Linked DNA regions of Mus musculus: region 1 is linked to region 2. The links are chromatin contacts, called in public HiChIP or PLAC-seq maps. All regions are on one chromosome and are shown on one strand. The core of a region is the stretch at or near the end of the contact, and the rest is flanking DNA. Distances in the headings are between cores, read along the strand shown.

The links. HiChIP or PLAC-seq counts read pairs in DNA pulled down with a chosen protein or histone mark.
Region 1: a contact with region 2 is called in a BATF HiChIP or PLAC-seq map of CD8 T cells, with 17 read pairs. The contact joins two enhancer-like sites. A contact is called at or near these places in 1 of 15 datasets of contacts at CTCF or cohesin (CD8 T cells), 46 of 484 Hi-C or Micro-C datasets (B cells, the BV-2 cell line, the Ba/F3 cell line and 27 more) and 6 of 115 datasets of contacts at active chromatin or transcription factors (CD8 T cells, Th17 cells, bone marrow-derived dendritic cells and 3 more).

The regions. Positions count from the first base shown.
Region 1 is chr14:73,086,514-73,091,758 of GRCm38.p6, forward strand. No RefSeq gene overlaps it. Among named protein-coding and RNA genes, the nearest start is that of Gm35388, 14 kb to the right of the region's middle. Within about 2 kb of position 1,403, at least 35 of the 459 cell types and tissues checked have an H3K27ac peak or open chromatin away from gene starts, as enhancers often do. A contact at or near this core is called in CD8 T cells and Th17 cells, where this site is marked.
Region 2 is chr14:73,014,719-73,020,270 of GRCm38.p6, forward strand. Gm41208 (a long non-coding RNA gene) reads left to right here. Exons shown (of 3, transcript XR_874818.2): 2 at 1,462-1,646; 3 at 4,616-4,650. Among named protein-coding and RNA genes, the nearest start is that of Gm41208, 3.1 kb to the left of the region's middle. Within about 2 kb of position 2,638, at least 13 of the 459 cell types and tissues checked have an H3K27ac peak or open chromatin away from gene starts, as enhancers often do. A contact at or near this core is called in CD8 T cells and Th17 cells, where this site is marked.

The sequences.
Region 1 (5,245 bases), core at 153-2,652, 71 kb after region 2:
CCTGTTTCATGGCAGTAACCCCCATCTCCTTGCTGTTCCTCGAGCAAGCAAAGCAGTCTCCTACAGTGAATCTTTGCCTCTATCTGGAAGGCTCCGCCTCTGCTAGTCATGTGACTCCTCTCAGCTTCTTCAGGCTTTGTTCCCTGTCACCTTCTGGGTGAGGAATACTTTGATGAGCTTCCTAAAGTCACAATCAACCACTCTTTTCACTACCAAAGTTCTTTATTGGGCTCTAGTTTTCACACACATTAATGCCCAGTCATAGAACAAGCGGCTCATTGATCATTTAGTTATTTCCACAAAGCTGAAACATAACCTGTACGAAGTAGAAATTCCTTTCTTTGACCATTAAAGAGAGCCAATAGAAGGCACACAGTAAATATCTGTTGACTGGATAGATGAGAATGAATGGAAAGGGTTCTGTCCAGGTAAAAGTGGATTCTTAACAACAGGCATCTTTTAGGGGAAAACAATTCTCCTCCCCATGGCTTCTGAAGTTTTAATTCCATGGTCAATTTATTTCCAGGCCATATTCCCCCAAATCCAATTTAAGTTGGGATTTTCCCAAGTCAATTAGATGGGGCTTAAATTAGAAAAGGTATATAAATTCAGCTGACACTGCCCTTGGCACAGCCCAAGTGCCTGATAAATTATTTCTCCTCTTCTTTGCAATCACTAAAGGATTTGAATATCCTGAAGGAGTAGGTTGCAGATTTCTCTCATATGTGTTATATGAATGTGTGCGTGTGCGTGTGTGCGTGTGTGTGTGTGTGTGTGTGTGTGTGTGTGTGTGTGTGTGTGTGTGTGTGTGTGTATTGACAGAAACAAATGGTCTGGGGCCACACACACTGAGCCAGGAGCTGCCCTTCCAGTCTTGTGGATAAGTAATGATGTAGCAATGTGGTGACCTTATGGAGTAACAGTGTTACAACAATGAGTGATACATTTCTGCCTTCCGCAGGCAACAATCTTCTCTCAGTTTGTAACTATGTGTTACAATTTGTAACTATTTGTAACTACTGACCTCCCTTCCTTGCCTCTCAGTAGCCTCTGGAAATCTGTGTGATTGCACCACACAAACATAAGAAGACCCAGAGGAAATAAAAGCCAGATCGAGTTCACCATCACATACTGCACCACCACTATCTATTCACAGGTTGGTTCAATCTTATCATAGGGACTTAGCTTTCTAGATACCAATGAAGTCACTTGGCAGTGTCTACCCTTACTGCAGAGGCACATGTATTTCTTAAAGCAGAACCTGGGTGCTGACATTTGCCCCCACACGGCTTTCTCTTTTCTTTTTTTGACTTTGCAATGAAATCATAATTCATTTCTCTGCAGGGCACCTTCCAGTAAGTTTGTGGCTATAACATCGGTGAAATACAAACCACATCCTGGAGTCTCTAGAAGAAGTAAGAACCCACTTGAAAATGTCTAGAGGGGAGGTTGGAGGTGGCTCAGTGGTTAGGATCTGAGTTTGGATTGCCATTGTCCACGTAAAAGCTGACAACAGCAGCGCACCCCAGCACAGGCAGGTTCCAGGGGCTCACTGGCCAGCCAGTCTCGTCAAAACAGTGAGCTCCAGGTTCAGTGAGAGACCCCCATCTCTTTGTCAGGTATAGAAGCAATTGAGAAAAATGCCCAAACATCATCAAACTCTGGCTTCTTCAGTCACCTGTGTGGGCAAGCACACGGGCATGTACATGAGTGTGCACATATGCATGTACATGCACACACACACACACACCTGCATGCATGCATGCATACGTACATATGTACATACATACATAAAAGAAAACTAAAGAGACAGAAATTGCAAGTGAGAAGGCCTCTTACTCTTCTATACACAGTATCTCATTTCATTCACTCAAGAGATGAGTGTCACAAAGATATAGATAAGAAAACTATCAAAAACTTATTTTCAGAAAGTGAAACTAGGTCACTGTGTCTACCAGGGTAAATTCCCACAAACCTGGCTTAAAGAGACAGAGGCTCATCCTCTTGCCATTCTGGAAACCTGATCCTGGTTTCCAAAAGCCTGGATCCTAGCATCAAAGTTTTGTCTCAACAGAATCATTCATTCACTTTCACTCATTCATTTAACAAATATTTACCGAATGTCTTCCATGCATTACAAGGACTGGAAGTTTCTGGGAGCTCCTGAAAGAGTCCCTCCTTGCATCTCTCCTAGTCACTAGCCAGCAATCCCCAGTGTCCTGTGTTCCAATCTCAACCTTGCTGTATAGCACAGCCTTCTATTAGCTTATTAAGATACTACTCATTGAGTTTATAGCAAAAAAAAAAAAAGAAAGAAAGAAAGAAAGAAAGAAAGAAAGAAAAAAAACTCTAAGCTAGTCACATCTGTGTTGATTGTTTTTTGTCAACATAGCTAGTGTCATTTGGGAAGAAGAACCTCAATTTTAAAACTCCCTCCATAAGATTGGCCTGTGAGCATGTCCATGGGTTATTTCTTTTCTTGATTAATGATGGATGTCAGTGGTGCTGTCCCTGGGCTGGTGGTCCTGGGTTCTATAAGAAAGCAGGCTGTGCAAGCTATGTAGAGCAAGCCAGTAGGCAGCACCCCTCTGTGGTCTGTGTTTCAGTTCCTGCCTCCAGGCTCCTGCCCTCGGAGATGGAGTATGGCTTAGTTTGTAAAATGAAACAATTCCTTTCCACGCCTAAGCTGATTTTGTTCAGTGTTTTACCACATCAAGAGAAAACGAATGAGGACAACCGTCTGACCCCACAACCTCCTTACATCTCCAAAGACCCTATTTACCTAATAAGGTCATATTCTTAGGATAAGGACTCGGGCATGTCATGGGGCCATACAACCCACTGTAGCCACTAAGAAGGTGGGAAACCCAGAACTCAGACTCCGCTCTGAGTGCAACATTCTAAGTACACATAGCCTCCCCTGGTTCTCCCAGGAGAGTAGGACAAGCCACTCTGGAGTGTCACTGGCCTGGGGACAAGTGCTTCTTCCCATGTCATCTTTCCCTGAGAGAAAAGTCTGGTTTCCCTTAATTGACCTAGATTCAAATGGAATGTAAAAGTCTCTCTCATAGATGCCCCATTATAACCTTCCTAGGAAAGTATGTGGGTGGCTGTCCTAATGCACTGTTACTCTAAGTTGAAGCAGTCCTGAGAATTGTCACACCCTGCATCAGAGCTTCCAGGAACACATTGCATTTATAAGGATAGAAGGATAGTGTTTAGGAGTTGTATGCTGCACCCACCCATAATGTCAAAATCCTCTTTAACTGTGAGAATGTTACGGAGTGCTATACAGTAGGAAGTAACTCAGTAAGTCTGGGTTGTCAAGCCCTGGACAGCTCAGAAAAAAAATGTATGGCCCTTTTCTGCTCCTGGGAGCTAACAATACAATTTTGGTATACTGTGCCTGAAAAGTGTCTGTTTCCCCGGGAGCCTAGGGCCCACAGATACTTGATGCTAAGACTGGGATTGATTCTTAGAGCCTTGGACCATGAGGTTAACCATGGTGTCTGCAGGGGCTGAGTAAGGGCAATCATATTAGCAGTGTGCCATGTCCGAACACTCCCTACCTTAAAAACAAGATCTGTGTGCTAGAGAAATGGTTCAGTGGTTACAAGCACTTACTGCTCATACAGAGGACCCAAGTTCAGTTCCCAGCACCCACATTAGTCAGCACACAACCACTTGTAACTCCAGCTCCATGAGATGTGATGTCCTCTTATGGCTTCCAGGGGTGCTGTACTCATGTGCACATACTCACACATAGACACACAATTAAAAATAAAATATCGTTTTAAAGAAAATCTGGAGACCATGGCTCAGGTGAACTTCCCTCTTGGCAATACTTTCCATGTCGTTTACACATTGTTGTGGGGAGAATTAAGCCTCACCCACATTTCTTCGCTAAAGAAAGAATTGGAAGGTAGTGGCCCTTCCCTCTTTTCTGCTGCTGATATTAATCGGTATTTTTTTTTCTGCTCTAACAAACCATAACCACTGCTATGCAGGTAACCAGCTGCATTCTGATGGGACCTGAGACCTAATCCCCAGGAGACAATTTGCATCTAGTTCTGTAAACCTGGTCAAAACTCCATGGCTTGGGAGGTCATAGAACCCAGGAAAGAATCTATTCAGGCTGTTACACTAAATGGTCATGTTGTTAAAACACCTTCTAAGCATGTAAATGTATGTATACCCACTGATTGCTGCTGTCAACCTTGGTCAGAAAAGCATCTTTCCATGGTGATGCACTTAATTCAGTGGTGGTTTGAATGAAAAAGACCCTCATAGACTCATAGAGGTGTGGCCTTGCTGGTGTGAATGTATCACAGGAGATGAGTTTTGAGGTTTCAGAAACTCAAGCCAGGCCTAGTGTCACTCTCTCTCCCTGCTGCCTGTGGATCCTGATGTAGAACTCTCAACTCCCTCTCCAGCACCATGTCTGCCTGCATGCTGTCATGTTTCCCACCATGATAACAGACTAAACCTCTGAAAGTGTAAGCCAGCCCCAATAAAATGTTTGCCTTTATTAGAGTTGCCGTGGTCATGGTGACGCTTGACAGCAATGAAACCCAAACCAAGATAGCTATAATCCTAGAGGACACAGCAGTCCAGAGAGCCTATCTCAGGAAGTTACACTCAGGAAAAAGGCTCCTCACCCACTGCACAGCCTTTGGGAAAGTGGAACTTCAAGGTAGCAGTGAATAGAGAGATAAATGCTGTTTGTGAAGAGGAAGTTTTTCTTTTGCACTCAGATTCCAAGAATGTAATTCTAGCCTCAGGAAGGGGAGTGGAAAGCTCCATAGGACACTGATGCAGGTTCCTTTCTGCCTGGGGTCCTTCTGACGCGTGAGTCCATGACGAATCTTAGGAAATGAAAGATCTTAGCTACCATAGAGCACATGGACAGAGATTGTTCCTTGAAGCCATGAGATTTATTTAGTACTATAGACAGACAGACAGACAGACAGACAAGCAGGCAGGCAGGCAGGCAGGCAACAGCATGGTGACAGTTCTGAGGAGAGGAATCAGGACCCACACAGCAGTAGGAGGAGTCTCTTCTTATACCTTTCTGGAAATAGGGAAGGTTTCACAGTGCAAGCCTGAAGCCAGACTCTCTGACTCCCAGGCAGAAGGCAGGATGTGTGGCCACCCATACCTACTCTGACATAAACTCACTTTCCAGTAAGAGGTCCTGGCACCTGGAAGTTATTACCTAGGGACTCAACATATCTCAATAGGCCCA
Region 2 (5,552 bases), core at 1,388-3,887:
TGTTTTTTAGAATTTTACCACTATATGCCAATATATGCTTTGTCTTCATAACAACTCTTTGCTGGGGGTGGAGGGGAACTATTATTATTCCTTGTTAGAAATTAAAACCAGGGCTGGTGAGATGGCTCAGTGGGTAAGAGTACCCGACTGCTCTTCCAAAGGTCTGGAGTTCAAATCCCAGCAACCACATGGTGGCTCACAACCATCCGTAACGAGATCTGACGCCCTCTTCTGGTATATCTGAAGACAGCTACAGTGTACTTACATATAATAAGTAAATAAATCTTTAGAAAGAAAGAAATTAAGAAAGAAAGAAAGAAAGAAAAGAAAGAAAGAAAGAAAGAAAGAAAGAAAGAAAGAAAGAAAGAAAGAAAGAAAGGAAGGAAGGAAGAAAGAAGTTAAAACCATTGGTTTGGGAAAGGAACAGACAGGAATTTACTCTCCAGAAACATTCTTTCTTAGGAAAGACAGTCCCTGCAACCACAGGACTCATGATTGGACCTTAAAGTGAGAGAGTGCAAGAAGAGACAATACATCGTGGCATTTCTGAGCTTGAGATAAACAAGCAGAAAGGACACCTTAAGAACATTAGGAGAGATGGCTTAAGGCAAGAGAAGAGGAGAGATAGCCATCACAGAGGGGAAACCGAGCTATCAGAAGAATCTCTGAAAACGTATTTGAAAGAGACTGGGATCTGGGTGTTAACAGTGGGGATTGCCAGTTCTTTACTTCACAAAGCGAACTGTGGGAGGCTGCGCCCTGGTTTCTCCAGGCTGCAGATCTGATCACTTAGAGTGAGTAGCATCTTCAGGTCCCAGGTCGATGATCTAACATCCTTCTGTAACAGAAAACTAGGGCAAAGGGGAAAACAGTCATTACTGAGGTCACACAGCTGCAAAGTGACAGAAGGCTGGGTCAGGCTGTCAACTCACTTGACTTCTCTTCAAAGGACACTTTTCTTACAAGAACACGGCTTGTTCAGATTTATACTCTGTTTGTGTGTGCTTTGTTTGTCTGAGACAGACTTGCGATCTGCAGGCTAGGCTGGCCTAGAACTTTGAATGTTCCTGCCTCAGACTCCTGAGTGTTGGCCTTCATACTATGTTTAGCTCTAGGACTCAGATATTAGACACCATTGCAAAGCATATTGAAATCTGAAATATATAACTGTGTAGAAAGTAATTTGACTCCTAACATTGTAACTGGAGATCTATATTTTTTAAATTTATTTTAAAAAATATGTATGTACAGAACAGGTATGCATTCATGAGTAAGATACTCACGGAGAGCCCCTGGTCCTAGAGAAATAGGCAGTTGTGAGTTGACTGACATGGGTATTAGGAATCTAACTTAGGTCCTCTGCAAGAACGGTCTGTGCTCTTAACCACTTCACCATGTCTGTAGCCCCAAGATCTATAACTTTCCACCCATGTCACTAATGGAGTTTCGTGTATTAACCAGGATTCTCCTGAGGAACACAATCAACCAGCCAAGACTAAAGCCACATCTGTGTCTATGTCTACATCCACACATACAAATAAACATATAACAAGGAGTTGGGTTATGTGATTATGGAAGCTGAGAAGTCTCGTGATGTCTGTCTGCAAAGAGAAGACCCTGGGAGGCAGTAGTACTGTGGCAAGAAGGTAAGGCACAAAGGGTGGCTTCAAGGCTAACTATAAGCCATTTGACAGAGAGAGACTGAGAACCACTCCCCATCAGAGTTACTTGAAACAAAACAGAACATGTTCAGCCGGGTGTGGTGGCGCACGCCTTTAATCCCAGCACTCGGGAGGCAGAGGCAGGCGGATTTCTGAGTTCGAGGCCAGCCTGGTCTACAAAGTGAGTTCCAGGACAGACAGGGCTATACAGAGAAACCCTGTCTCGAAAAAAACAAACAAACAAAAAAAGCCATCAATGATCTCCAAATTAGGGAAAGGTAAAAAGAGTTGTGAGCTTTGGGGCCTGTTCTAGCTCTCTAGCCTACTTGCATTCTCCATAGAGACATTCTATTTCTTCCTTTTCTTCTTTCTTTCTTAAGATTGATTGATTGATTGATCGATTGAATGAATGATTGATTGATTGATTTTCTGTATGTGAGTACACTGTACACTGTAGCTGTCTTCAGACACACCAGAAGAGAATATCAGATCCCATTATAGATGGTTGTGAGCCACCATGTGCTTGCTGGGAATTGAACCCAGGATCTCTGGAAGAGCAGTCGGTGCCCTTAACCACTGAGACATCTCTACAGCACCTGCCATTCTCTTCCTTAATAGTCTCTCTATTTCTATTGTTACCCATGCATCACTGGTCCAATTCTTTGTTCCGGGTTACAAGGCCCCGGAAACCTCAGTGTGTGCTCTCTGGAGTTAGATCCCTGGTTCTAACAGTACAGTTTTAATGCAGGTCTGAAGCCCTGAAAGCCAGGGTCCTTAAAGATGAGTCCCAGTCTAGGAACAGAAGTCTAATATCTCAGCTCAAGTAGCAGAAGAGAAAATTCTCCCTTCTCTTGCCTTTAGGTTCTCTTCAGGCCTGCAGAAAATTTCAGGCTGCCCATCCTCTTTAGAAAGAGCCATCTACCTGACTGAGAGCCATGGGGTCAATGTTCATCTCTTACAGAAGTGCCCTCACAGGTCCACTCAGAAATGTTTAACCAGATAAAACTGGTTATCACACTCCAACAACTCTGGTGAGCAGGCCAACTATGCTCAATGAGAATCCCCAGGCGCAGGCTTTATATTTCTCAGTTCAAACAAGAAAGCACATAGGAGACCAAGATGACCTAACATCCTCTGAGCACTGGTAGAGATGAGTCACAGCTTGTGAAACTGAGCAGACCTGTGGTCAAAGTTTCAAGCCAATTCCTCATAGGTAAATCTAGTGTAATTAACCTGTTTCCTCTCTCCGGCAGAGAAAAGACAAAGGTGGAAGATAATCGGGAATCAATTCTGGAGGCTGGAGAGATAGCTCAGCAGTTGAGAACTCTGGTTGCTCTTCCAGAGCATCCTTGTTCAATTTCCAACACTCCCATGGCAGCTCACACCATCTCCAACTCCAGCTCCAGAGTAGCTGACACTCTCTTCTGAAATCTGAGGGTACCAGGTACCCAGACATGCAAAGCACGCAAGCACACAAAATTTAAAAAATAATTTCTAAAAAAGAGTAAATTCTGTTTCACTTTAGGATTTGATCCTAAAATAATACTAAATTTTCAGGCTATATGTTCACTGCAGGGTAATATTCTTCAAACAGATCTCTAGTATTTAGATTGCCATCCCCCACTCCGACCTCAAGTCTTCTAACCTGGTCCTCTGCAAAAGCAGCAAGTGCTCTTAACCACTGAGCCATCATCTTCCTGACCCCTTTATTTGTTTGTTTTTATTACCAGCCAAATTATTAAAATAAATATCCAACAGGAAAAAATACGCATTTCAACACAATGAAGTCTGAAGAGAATAACAATGGCAAAATAATGTAGTTACTACCATGCCCCTTTGAGAAATGAACTTCCAAAAAAAAAGTAAAATACAATCACCCTTTATATTCTTGGGTAATTAGCTCCAGGACTCTACCAATACTCAAGTCTGAAGATTACTACACTCCTCATATAAAGCAGGGTCGTATCAGTCGATAGAATGTAGGTTGAACTAAGGGAGAGGAGAGGATAAAATAAAGGGAAAAAGAAAGTAAAGAGGGCAAATTAGGAACACAGGGGTTCATACATCGAGGGCGAGGGGCAGATGTATGAGGGCATAGAGGAAAGCTTAACAAAAATGAAAGGTGAATGAAAAAGACTTATGGAAACCTATGATCTTGCAACCCAAGTAAGACATAATTAGAGGGAACAGCAGAACACAGGTGGCATGAAAGAACAGCTGGAGGGGTAGGGGATACTGTGGGTTAAAGGTTAAAGGGAGAGGGGAGCCGGGATAGGAGAGAGCAATGAATAGAGCATGGATTAGTCAAAAATAGGAAACTTTATGGAAATCCACTAGTTTGTAAGATAATTAAAAATATAATACAAAACAAGGAAGTTTGCTCGTTGGTACATGCATGGCGGACAATACTGCTTCCAGAAGACAGGGCTATTTAAGGAGATTTCAGAGTCAGAAACAACATCCCTCCAACAAGTTATTGGTCAGGTAGGCCTCCACAGCACTCCCAACAACACAGGACATTGCCATTGCTCTTGGTTGTTTGACATAACTAATGGTGGAATGCCTACTGATGAAGACACCACCCACTTTAATTGTAGAACACCGAGAAGTCAATCTCAAACTGACCAGGAAACTCTCTCCCTTTTAGTTAGCTTTCCTAGAGTTAAAAAGGTTCTGGATAACTTGCTAAATAAGAAAAGACTTCTATCGTTTTAATAGTTTTAGTTAGAACTGGGCTCTGCAAGCTGCAATATTGACCTGCCAGGCATGTTGTACCCACTCAATATAGTTTGGCATGGCAGTTATAGAAGTAATTGTAGTGGTTTCAAAATGTCTGGCTCAAGGAGTGGCACTATTTGGAGATCTAGCCTTGGAGTAGGACTGTCACTGTAAGCATGGGCTTTAAGACCCTCATCCTAGCTGCCTGGAAGCTAGTCTTTTTCTGTTTCTTTTAGATGAAGATGTAGAACTCTCAGCTCCTCCTATACTTTGCCTGCCTGGACACTGCCATGCTCCTGTCTTGATAATATTGGACTGAACCTCTGAACCTGTAAGCCAGCCCCACTAAATGTTTTTGAAAGAGTTGCCTTTATCATGGAGTCTGTTCACAGCAGTAAAATCCAAACTAAGACAATAACCACTTCCTAGTTGAAATCAAGGATTGCTCCACAGGAGGTATTGCATGTATGGTACTATGAACCTGATCAGAATACCATAACTTCAAGATGATAGGCCCTAAGAGAAATCAATTGGTGGTGTTCTGCTAAGTAGTCATGTTATTACATTACCTTCTTAAAATTTATGTTTATCCCCACAGATTTGTGCTGGGTCATAGAAACTACCTTTTGCACTAGGTAGTAATTAATATGGAGGCTTCTGACTAATCAAAGTTCTAAGAATTAGTGACCGTGATACAGTTCATCTATACCAATGTTTGATATGGAAATTGCTGGTTTCTTTGGAAAGTTAATTATGTCAAATGTTTTGCTGGGGCATACAGCTGAAAGGATGTCTTGCTAAAGTAAACACATGAAAGACTGTTTTTCTAAAGCAGACACTGGTGAAAGGATGTTTGGATATAGCAGACATGTGAAAGGACATTTGATGAAGGACTATAAATATGACCCCACAGACAGTGAGAGATGGGCACTGAGCATCGGTTTGGTTTGCCCCGCCTCGCTATTCTTCACTAAAGACACTCATATATTGGTTCGCTTTACATAGCGTTGTTGTGCTCAACTTGTGATAACTCCAACACTAACAGAAACCTGCCCAGGAACTGCTCGTGAGGTTCCTATGTCAGCTTGCCAATTCCACAGCCTCACCTCAGGCAGGTTGGTGAGCCTGGTGTTTGTGTTTTGTTTTGTTTTGTTTTGTTTTGTTTTGTTTTGT